Regions from separate parts of the Mus musculus genome. Here region 2 is linked to region 1. Evidence: chromatin contacts called from public HiChIP or PLAC-seq data. All regions are on one chromosome and are shown on one strand. The core of a region is the stretch at or near the end of the contact, and the rest is flanking DNA. Distances in the headings are between cores, read along the strand shown.

Evidence for each region. HiChIP or PLAC-seq counts read pairs in DNA pulled down with a chosen protein or histone mark.
Region 2: an H3K4me3 HiChIP or PLAC-seq map of embryonic stem cells shows a contact between it and region 1, with 4 times the contacts expected there. The contact joins the promoter of Catsperg2 here to the promoter of Ryr1 in region 1. A contact is called at or near these places in 1 of 115 datasets of contacts at active chromatin or transcription factors (embryonic stem cells) and 2 of 9 other capture datasets (liver and pancreatic islet).

What each region holds. Positions count from the first base shown.
Region 1 is chr7:29,121,039-29,126,809 of GRCm38.p6, forward strand. Ryr1 (ryanodine receptor 1, skeletal muscle) reads right to left here and starts at 4,113. Exons shown (of 106, transcript NM_009109.2): 1 at 3,927-4,113. The coding sequence starts at 3,977.
Region 2 is chr7:29,723,250-29,729,153 of GRCm38.p6, forward strand. Catsperg2 (cation channel sperm associated auxiliary subunit gamma 2) reads right to left here and starts at 3,783. Exons shown (of 29, transcript NM_029714.4): 1 at 3,679-3,783; 2 at 1,948-2,231; 3 at 1,786-1,839. The coding sequence starts at 2,220.

The DNA of each region.
Region 1 (5,771 bases), core at 2,863-5,362:
TGACCTCACTGCATCAAATACAGTAGGGAAACCCTGCACCCAGCGAGCTGATACGCTCATGTGTATGTCACCAGCCATCAACAAGTGAGTAAATACATAAGCTTATAGTTAGTGGTAGGTGTTCTGGGAAAAAAAATAAGTCAGTGTGATATAACAAAGTAATATTGAGGTAGGTGGGGAGAAGTGACACACAGCTAGCCCAGAAGATGACCTTTGACCTTTGGGTCTTGTTCAAATAGAAAAAAAAAAAAAAAAAAGCACGGAAGAGTGTTCCAGTGGGTGCAGGAGGTGTTAAGAGCTTCCGGGAGTGGTGGCGCATGCCTTTAATCCCAGCACTCAGGAGGCAGAGGCAGACAGATTTCTGAGTTCGAGGCCAGCCTGGTCTACAAAGTGAGTTCCAGGACAGCCAGGGCTATACAGAGAAACCCTGTCTCGAAAAAACAAACAAACAAACAAACAAACAACAAAAAAAGAGCTGACAAGTGAGATGAGATTGTGGGAAGGTGATACGAGGTCACTTTGAATTCTTATTGGGTGGTTTTTCTTCTTTTTTTTTTGTTTTTGTTTTTTCTTTCCATTTCTCTGGATAAGGAAACTGAGCTCAGAGGGAAAAGTTCAAGTCATTTTCCCAAACAGAGAAAGTGAGTGAGTGGCAAAGCCAGCATGTAGCAGGGAGTCTGATCCTGACAGCAAACCTAGTCATACAGAGTTGACTCCCACGGTCTCCTGTAGGAGGATGACGTGAAGAGGAGCCCTGGCTCCAGTCGCTGCTTCCCAAACTGGTTGAAAGGATGCACATCTGGCGTCTCATCCACTCCAGAAGCCGAGGCAGAAGCTTGAGTCCAGGAGTTCAAGACCAGCCTGGACAGTATATTGAGACACTATCTCGATAGATAGATAGATAATAGATAGATAGAGATGATAGGCAGACAGATGATAGAGAGACGATAGACAGATAGGCAGACAGACCGATGACTAAATGAGTATATGGTTGGTAGATAATCAACAAAGAAGTACAGACTACAATTAAATAGTGCAATTTCCAAAGCCAAGAATAGCTGGGTGGAGGGATATCTTTAAACCCAGCACCTGCAGGGGTTAGGAAGCAGAGGCAGGCAGATTTCTGAGTTCGAGGCCAGCCTGGTCTACAGAGTGAGTTCCAGGACAGCCAGGGCTACACAGAGAAACCATCTCGAAAAGAAACACACAAACACAAACAAATAAAAAAGAAAAGGAAGAAAAGCCAACACCAAGCAAGATAGCTCAATGCCTATTGTTATTCCAAATATTTTAGAAGTGGAGACAGGAGGATATGGAATTCAATATAAATGTATCTGAGGGAAAAAAATCAGTGTGTGCACACACACCTTTAAGCCCCGCACTCAGGAGGCAGAGGTGGGGGATTTCTAAGTTCCAGGCCAGCCTGGTCTACAGAAAACACAGAGAAACCCTGTCTCAAAAAACCAATCCCCCCAAAAGAAAAGCATTGGGGAAGCAGAGGCAGGTGGATCGCCGCAGTGAGGTTGAGGAGAGCGGGACCTGCATGGGGAGTTCTAGGCTAGCCAAGAGCTTTTTTTTTTTTTTTAAGTGAGTGTGAATGTTCGCTGGGGTTGTCTGTAGTATCAAAATAGTTAAGATGTGACTAGCTCAGTGTGCACAAGTGAAGATACAGGCGAATGTGTGGTGTAGTCACACAACAGGATATCACTAAGCTCCTCCACAAACCAAATTCAGGCTAGACACAGGCTACATGTCAAAAACTACCCTGAGCGGAAAGACAGACAAATGAGCGCACTTCATATATGAAATGCCACTGGTAACTGATAGAGTGTATGTGGTAGACAGCTCGGACGGAGTGATTGCTACAAATGGTGGGAGGGGCCTCCCGGGGTGAAGGAAGGGTTTCGATGCTGGTTACTTGGTCAGCACAGTGTGTCAAAACCCACACACACCAGACATGGTGGTGAATGCCTGCAAGCCCAGGACTTGAGAGGTGGAGACAAAAGGATCAGGAGTTCAAGGTCACCCTTGGCTATGTGTCAAGTGTGAAGCCAGCTTTCCGTACACACAGAGCCTCTCTAACACCGCCCCGTTTGAATCTCTATAATTTATAGCTCGTCAGTTATACCATAGTCAAGTTGATGGTTTGGTTTGGTTTGGTTTGGTTTGGTTTGGTTTGGTTTGGTTTGGTTTGGTTTGGTTTGACACTAAGTTTTCCTAGGTAACTTAGGCTGCTCTTGAACTTACAACATTGCCCAGGCTGGCCCAGCACTGGAATCATGGATCTATACCACCACAACCTGCTTTAAAGTTGGAATTTTTGTTTGTTTGTTTGTTTGTTTGTTTAATAATACCAATAAATACATAAGCCACGCCCTGGGTTGCTATACAGATTCTTTCTTATAGGGGGGGGATATGATGTAAACGAGGGGTTTTTTTGGTTGTTTGGTTGTTTGGTTGGTTGGTTTTTGGAAGAAAGTACCACACAACCCCAGTAACATTGAGGCAAGCAGACCCATCCTGGGGCCTTTGACCCCCTGACACTGGCTACCCTAGCAAGCCTGGTCCAGATTTCCTCTTTTGAAAGCAAACCTTGGCCTCCCAGGGCACTCAGGGAGGCCACTTCCTGGCCTTGACCTTGGGCAAGTCTACCACATGGGGCTTGGTTTCCCTCAAATCTCCCTGGGAGATAAAGATAGGGCCCTACCTCAGAAGATAGGGCAATGAGAATATAATTAGACACCTCAGGAGGCTGAGGCCCTGGGCACGGGGCCTGGTGCAGTGACTGCTCAGCAGCTGGGAGCCACAGCCATTGGCTTACTAGGGCAATGGAAAGCCATGGTGTAGGCTAAGGGGCTGGGGCTGGGGAGAGGCCCTCCTCCAGTGGCTTCACAGTCCAGCTGTCCCCATCCTTCATTACCAGCCCCAGCTGTTTGTTCCTCCCTCCCAAGAAACCGGACCCAGCCTACCAGGGTCCTATTCTGGGTCAGGAATGCTGCGTCAGCATTTCTGTGTGGACCCAGGACCTCGGGGGTGGGGGGTTGGGGGGGAGAGAGTGCAGGGTCAGCAGACCTGGCCCCAACAGAGACCATCTCCCATATCCAACCCCCATCTCAGCCCATGGGAGGATATGGTGGGAAGGACTAAGAAAAAGGCAGCCCCTCCCCCTCTTGTCCCCTCCCTGTCCCCTACCCAGAGCCCAGAAAAGAGGGCTATTCTGGGAGAGACACCTGTTGTCCCAAGTCCCATCCCTGCCCCCAGCTGGAGATCTGAGATTCAGAGAGACAGGATCAGAGGGACAGCCACACGCAGAAGGCTGAAGCCAAGGGCCAAGAGACAGAGACTCAGACATAAGATATACCAAGGAGCTGAGAAAGACTTCATCACCCAGGTACCCTCAGAGGCCATTAGCTGACATAGTTAAATCCTCCTCGCCAAAACCGAGGGGAAAAGTACATTGAAGCTCCAAGAGACCCCCAAGGAGACGGCCAAAGACTAGGAGTTGAAAAGAAAGGTGTTGTCCAGCCCACCCCAGCCCCCTTCCCAAGAATTTAAATAGGTCAGAGCCTGGAGCAAGAAGGGAATGAGGGCTGGGGTGGCGGTGGAGGACAGCTAAATTAAGCCCAAGAATTAGAACCACCTTCCTCAAGTGCCTGCTTCCAGAACGGCAGGAGGCGGGGTGCTTCCTCAATGACCCCAAATCTCTTATGTCAGGAGAGGGCGTCTGAGGATCCCACCCTCTCCTGCCCACTCGGTCCTCCTAAATCCTGCTAATTCTCCGTGGTCGAAAAGGTGATGAGAAAAAACGGAAAGACAAAGTGACCTCGGATTTCAGAGACCACCAGCAAGCAGGGAAGAGACAGAGAGACTCTCAGAAAAGTAAGCAAGAAATCACCCAAGACCTCCGGACCCAGACAAAAACGTACCGTCCGCAAAAACTGGACCTCGTCCTCGCCTTCACCTCCTCCATCACCCATGATGGCAATCCCCGGGTGTCCCGGGCTAGGGTCTGAGGATGGCGAGAGGGGGCTGCAGGCTTGGCGGGGAACCTGAGGGCGGGCTGGGGTCGGAGACCTCTAGGGAAGCCAGAGGCACCCGCGAGGGAGATGGAACTGCAGGAAGCATGCCCTGTGCGGGACACAATGAGAGAAGGTCCCCGCCCCACCGCACACCCATTGGGCAAGCATGGGACAAGCTACGCCCCTGTTCAGAACCCCGCCCACAGCACAAACTCTTGGTGGAAGGTGTTCGTTCTCTCCAGTGAACTGGGTGTCTAGAAAGTAGCTGAGTGGCCATGGTCACAGTGAGATATCATGTATATATTTGTTTGGCTGGCTCTCCCTTTACCCCTTCCTCTCTCCCTCCCCTTCCCCTCCCCCTCCGAGTGTCATGTACTTCAGAATGGCCTTAAACTCCACATGTAGTCAAGAGTGATCTTGAACCTCTGGCCCCATCTGATTTATGTAATGCCGTGGTTCAAACCCTAGATCACTTGCATGCCAGGCAAGCATTCTACCATTGGGCTACACCCTCAGCCTAGTTCCATCCCTTTCTTAATGGCTAAACTGAGCTTCACCCTTGCTGCAGAATCACACAGTTGTAGCTTGGATGCACACCACATCCCCTAACATTAAAAAAAAAATCACTTAGTACCAGACAGAGTGGTATGGCTTATCATCCAAGCTCTGAAGAGATTGAGGCAAGAGGATTGTAAATCTGGAGTTGGGACCGCATAATAAGAGCCTATCTCAGTGTCAACCAGCCAGACCCCCTGGAACTCCGGGGGACTGGACCACCAACAAAAGAATACACATGGAGGGACCCATGGCTCCGGCCGCATATGTGGCAGAGGATGGCCTTGTTGCACATCAGTGGGAGGAGTGGCACTTGGGCCTAAGGGTGTTCAATGGATGCCCCAGTATAGGAGAATGCTATGGTGGGAAGACAGGAGTGGGAGGGTGGATGGGGGAGCACCCCCATAGAAGCAAGAGGAGGGGGGATGGGATAGAGGGTTTCCGAAGGGGAGATCTGGAACAGGGAAAATTTTTGAAATGTAAATAAAGAAAAGGAAGAAAAAAAAAAAAAAGACCCTGTATCAAAACAGAGACAAAAACAGGGCTGCAGGCATGCCCTAGTCGATATAATGTTTATCTAGCTGTCACAAAGCCCCGGGTTCCATCCATAAACTGGGAGTGGCCATGTGAGTCTGTAATTCCAGCAAGCAGAAAGGATCAGAAACTCAAAGTCAACCTCAGCTCCCTAGCTGGAGGCCAGCCTGTGCTACCTGATACCCTGTCTCAAAACTGGGGGGCAGGGGCATGGGTGTGGGAGGGGGGAGAGAAAACACCAGCCTGACCTTGAACTCGCAAACATCCCAGGCCTCTGCCTCCCAGCACTGAGGTTAAACAAATGCGTCACCCCACCCCACCCTACCCCACCCCACCCCACCCCACCCCACCCCACCCCACCCCCGAGCCCCCAGCTAAAACCTGCCTTTTGAAGTAGTCCTGACTGATGTCTCTTACCCACCTGTTGCAGTTCAGGTGTGAGCTAAGATCTTTTTATTACCACTAGTTTCTCACAACCATGCTATTATTGGCATGCTTAACAGCCAGCAGAAAATAAAAGCACGTGGCCCCTGCGGAGATCTCCTAAATGCCCTGTAGTCCCCAGGGTAACCTTTAGGGGGCACAATTTCCCCACTCTCACAGTGCCAAGTCTGCAGATGTGAAGAGCTGCCTTTGGGAGATGGAGTCAGGCACCTTACACAA
Region 2 (5,904 bases), core at 2,533-5,032, 600 kb after region 1:
GAATAGGACACAATGTTTGCAAATCATCTGTATGAAATTATTCAAACTATTATTTAAAATTTATAAATAATTTTCACAGGCTGGAGTGATGGCTCAGCGGTTAAGAGCACTGACTCTTCTTCCTGAGGTCCCAAGGTCAATTCCTAGCAACCACATGGTGGCTCACAACCATCTGTAATGGGATCTGAAGCCCTCGTTGGGTGCCTCTGAAGACAGCTGCAGTGTGCTCATATACATAAGATAAAATCTCTAATAATTAATAATAATAATTTTCACAAATCAATAATTAAAAGTAAAAAAAACAAACGAACAAACAAACAAACAAAACTTCATTTTAAAATGAGCAAGGGAGGCTGGAGAGATGACTTAGAGGTTAAGAGCACCAACTCCTCTTCCAGAGGACCCAGGTTTAGTTCCCAGCAAACATATGGTGGCTCACAAATGTCTGTAACTACAGTTCAGGACACTTGACACCCTCCCATAGACATGCATTCAGGCAGAACACCAATGCACACACAATAAAAAGAAATAAATCGTTTTTAAAAATAATAAAACCAAAGGAAGGCCAATCCAGATGACACATTCCACCTTTGATCCTGGCAAAGGCAGGCAGATCTCTGTGAGTTCCAAGATAGCCAGGACTCTGTAGAAAGACCCTGTCCTAAAGAACCAACCAACCAACCAACCAAAATGGGCAAAGGAAGGTTGGCATGCTGGCTCATACCTATAATCCCAGTACTTGAGAGACAGGGGCACAAGAACTGTTGTGAATTCAAGGCCAGCCCGGGTCAAGTAACACTATCCTATATCCTGAAAGGAAGAGTGCGGGGCCAGAGAGATTGGCTGACTCAATGGTTAGAGTGTTTAACTGTTCTTCTAGATGACCAAAGCATGATTGCCAGCATCTATGTCAAGCCACAATAGCTTGTAACTCCAATCCCAGGAATTCATCACCCTCTTCCGACCTCCATAGGCAACTGCATGCACATGTATAGACCTATTAAAAATAAGATGAATGCTTTTTTTAAAAGAGAGAATAACTATTATTAGACACAGGGTTCTTATTGGAGGATAATAGGAACATTCCAGGGAAAGATAATGAGGTTAGTGTGATTGTTTGAGTGAGGTATTGTTTGAGCCCCTTAGGCTCCTATGTTTGAATGCTTGGTCCTTAGCTGTGGGTCTGACTGAATAGGATTACATATGGCCTTCATGGAGGAGATGTGTCACCAGGGGTGGTAGGCCTTGAGGTCTGCACCATTCCTAGTTCGCTTTCTCTGCTTCCTGCTTGTGGATGGAAGTACCTGCCATGGTGGTCCCACCGGGTTCCCTACTGTGCTGCTCTTGGACTTTTGGTTTATAAGTTGCCTTGGTCACGATGTTTCTGTCATGGCTAAATGGAGCTGAGACAGTTGCCTGACTCTGTAGATACAGTAAAATGTACTGATCTGTATACTTTAGAACGACACCTTTAGGGGCTGAGAACAGGGTGGTAGCAGGTAGCAGTGGTAGCATGTACAAAGCCTTGGATTCTGTCCCTAGGCCCCTAAACAAAACAAAAGATGAGCTACATCTCAATTTTAAAATGGGGCCCCGTGGGGGGGTGCTGTGCTCACTTTTTGTCCCTATTGTGTTCTTATTCAATTCTCCTAGTGGGAGACTGAATCGTTAATGCCTTCAGGGTTGGTGGAGACTACTATTAAACTGTATTGAAAAAACACTGCTGAAAATAATGGGAAATTGGAGAGTTACAGAAATCAGCCTACTCATACTGTAAACTCTTACCTGTCCCGGACAGGAAAAGTTGATTTGCAGGTAGTAAGGAAAGCTCAAATAGTTCTGTAAGGAAAGTTGGGGGAAATATCTAGTCACTTGGTATAATGACTCAAGATCCCTCTATTTACTGACCCCAAATCTCTTTGATACTCTTGATCTCACTTCCCTCACCTCTGACGGATCGATTGGCGAGTCTGTCAACTTTTGGAACACCTTGGCCACTGTATCGATGGGCTCATGATCTTGAAATCGATCCTTGGAGAGATGCAAGCCTACCTTCTCGAACTTGTTCAGGACAAGAAGCCAGGTGCAATGCTGTAAAGCATCTTCAGCCCACGACTTCAATGACAGCAATAGCACTAGCCGCAGTACCCAGAATGCCCAAAGGTTTGGTTTTCTCGGCCACACAGGGCTGACAGGGGACATGGCTGGCCGGGACACCATGTAGCTAGAACCTGGAGAACGTGGGGATTAACACCCACTTGCAAGTTGGCTAGCTGAGGCTGATCTCTAGGAAACCGCTCAGTTCCTGCCCCTTTTCCCACTCTTCTTCCTAGCTCCACCTTTGATCAGGCTTTGGGGCCCCTTACTCTCTGCCTGGGCCCTGCTCTTAGGCCTTGCCACGCCCTTACTCTCAGCTCCTCCCCTACTAATACTCCTCGCCCCGCCCCTGCTCTTACTACTGTCCCTACCCCTGCGGCTCTTTTCACCCTGCTTCCTAGTTGCTCTCTCCCCCTTTGCCCTGGCCTTGCTCTTCTCTGTTCCAGTTCTTGGAACTCCTAACCTACCAAGTCCCTCTTTTTTTTCTTGTCTTGCCAGAGTGTTTTCCTTACCACTACGCCCCTCAGGGGACTTGGCTCCGCCCTCACAAGGTTCCCCGCCCTCACACTGCTCTTCGCCACGCCCCTTTTCGCTCCTGCTCTGCTTCTAGTCTTCTTCCTCATCCACACCTCCTTACTCGCTAGGCGCTTTGCCTTGGCTTAAAGTCTGAATCTTTCTGGAAATCAGATCCTGCTCAGCTTTCTCTCCTGGCCACGCCCCTGGTCCTGGCTCCAGTCTGAAGTGTTGTGGTAGAGCGGATCTTCACTCTGCCTTCTCTCTTGGCCACGCCCCTGGTCCTGGTTCAGGCCCCAAGTGTTGCAGTAGTTCGAATCCTCACTGTCTCCTCTCTTGGCCACGCCCCTGGTCCTGGCCACTTCTCCCTGGGTCCAGGGCAACCTGGCCCTCCTGCTCGTCGCACCCCTTTTCTTTAAAGCCCTTCTCCCGCCTTGGTGATTTCTCCTCAGCACCAGCTCGCCCCGCCGGGCCACCTTCTCCTTAGGGAACCTTTCCTGGTCGTGGGGCCTCTCTACTCCTTGGGGTCTCTCCTCGCCTCCGGTTGTTTCCTCGCAGGGTAGTCGCTCCTCACTGCAGTCCGTTCTCTCTCTACCAGACCTGTCCTCCCATTTGGCTCTCTCTTTACCGAACCCCCTCTGGTAAACAATTCTCTCCTTGCCCCAGTTTGTGTCTCTGCCTGGACTTCGCTCCTGATCTCTGGGTCTCTCCTGGGTAAAGATGGTCCTCTGGCCGCAAGACCTCCCGTCATTCCACACCCACGCTGACTTCGCGATCCTCACTGTCCCCACCAACACCTTTTCCCTCCACCTTCTCTCATCTCTCCTGTCCATTCCCTGAACATCCACCTGCCCTATGCCCCGCCTCTTCTAGCCGCACCCAAACCCATCCTTCAGGCCACGCCCTGGCCTTCACCTCGCCCTTTCTTTGCCTGGCCCTGCTCTTTTCCCAGCCTTTCCTTGCCTTGCCTCCCACCCCTCCCCTCTCCTTCTCAACTCCCCCCCCCACACACACACACCCCATCATCCCCTAGGATGGCACCGTCCTCTTCTCCCCGCCCCACCGTACCAGTCACTTGGTTAAAACCGGTCAACCATTGCTTGGCAGTGCCTGTTCAACCCCTCTTTCCAGCTCCTAAAATGGCTGCTTGGACTTCCACCTTGCACGAGGCAGGCCTGCGTGGCTTGCGCGTTTCCATGGTAACGCGAATTTTCCCAGCACGGGCCCAAGGCCTTGAGAGCAGGGCTCTAGCAAGTCAGGCTCTCAGATGTGTGACAGGCTAAAAATGCTGGAAACCTGTAGCTTTGTTCTCAGAAGGAAACAGAGGAATTTATAATGGTTGTTCTGACAGAGGCACTGTTCATGTTTGACCTCTAGATCAAAACTTCTCCTGAGGAGCCAAGATGTTCCAGAACCTTTGTGTGTTTGAGCTAATGTGATCTGGAGGTGGGCAGATCTGGAAGTGGGCAGATCATATTCAAGTAGGAGGGTAGTTAAATATTAGCCAACTTAGGCTTGAGCGTTTTTGTGGAGGGCCTTTTGAGGTACCGCTTGGCAGGAGTCTGACATTGGCCTAGGACAAGGAAATGGGCTTCACACAGGAATCTGACATTGGCCATGACAGGGACATAAGTTCAGGCAGGAATCTAGCATTAGGGCATGATAAGGAAGTAAGTTTCTTGCTTAGGCAAGAATCTAACTTTAGGGGCTGGAGAGATGGTTCAGCGGTTAAGAGCATTGACTGCTCTTCCAGAGGTCTTGAGTTCAATTCCCAGCACCCACATGGTGGCTCACAACCATCTGTAATAGGATATGATGCCCTCTTCTGGTGTGTCTGAAGACAGCTACAGTGTACTCATATAAATAAAAAATAATTAAAAAGTTTTTTTAAATGGATCAGTTTGCATTCTTCTACATGCTGACTGCCAGTTGAACCAGCACCATTTGTTGAGAATGCTGTCCTTTAAAAAAAAAAATCTAACTTTAGGCTATAATAGGGAAGTGGGGTAAGGCAGGAATTTTAATCTTAGGGTGCAACAAAAGAAGTAGGCTTCAGGCAAGATTTTGGGCTTGGACAAGGAAGTGGGCTCAAGTATTTTGGTCATTATGACAAGCACTTTTAAACACCTGTCACAGGAGTAATCACGGGACTTTTGCTTACTGCCTTGTTAGTTCCTTACTGTACTGCTCGCCCTGAATACTTGCATGAAATTAAAATACTATACAAAGCAGATTGGGAAAATTGCCTTCAGTCTCAGAATTGACTGGGGTCATGCTACTTAGAGCCCCCTGCCCATGACTGTCAGCAAGCTCTTGCTAAGGCACATGGGTGGCATAAAGATCTGACAGACCAGCCACTAGAGGGTGCAGACATTACCTGGTTGACAGACAGGAGCAGCTATCTAGAAGAAGAGAGGAAACATGCTGGAGCAGCTGTGGTAGACAGAGACACCAAGTTATCTGGACACAGGCCCTGCTAGATGACGTATCGGCCCAAAAGGAGGAACTGATCACTCTCACTAAGGCCTTGGAATTAGAAAAAGAAAGAAGACAAAACATCTACATAGATAGCAGGTATGCTTTTGCCACAGCCCACGTCCATGGGGCCATATATCAACATAGGTTGGGAGGAAAAAAAATAAAAACAAAGAGGAAATACTGGCTCTACTGAGAGCCCTCCATGACCCTGCCAGGGTAAACATCATCCACTGTCCTAGTCACAAGAAGAGAGATACCGTGATAGCAAGGAACAACAACATGGCAGACCAAGAGGCACAAGCAATTTCAGCCATGGCCCTGCCGGTGCTCCTGGCAACAGAGCCGAGTTTACCTACACAGCAGAGGACTTACCCCTCATTTCCAAAGATTCCAGTCACCAGTTCAACAAAAAGAAGGAACTGTGGTACACCTCCAGGGAAAAGAAAATCCTGCCACAAAGACAAGCAGAGGCTATGATCAAACAAATGCATCAATGGACTCATTTAGAGATATGCAATCTCATGCAGACATTTTTCAAGACTAAGTATCATGTACCAGGGTTAAAACACCTTGTGGACCAGGTGGTGCACAAGTGTGTGCCCTGACAAAAAGTCAATGTCTGCCACACCATGGTGGATCCAGGAAAGAGGTACTGGGGAGACAGACCCAGCATCTACTGGAAGGTAGACTTTACTGAAGAAAATATGGGTATTAATATCTTCTGGCTTTTCCCTGTAAAAATGAGACTGCTCAGTTGTTCATCAAGAAGATTATTGAAGAAAAATTTCCAAGGTTCAGAGTGCCAAAAGCAGTAGG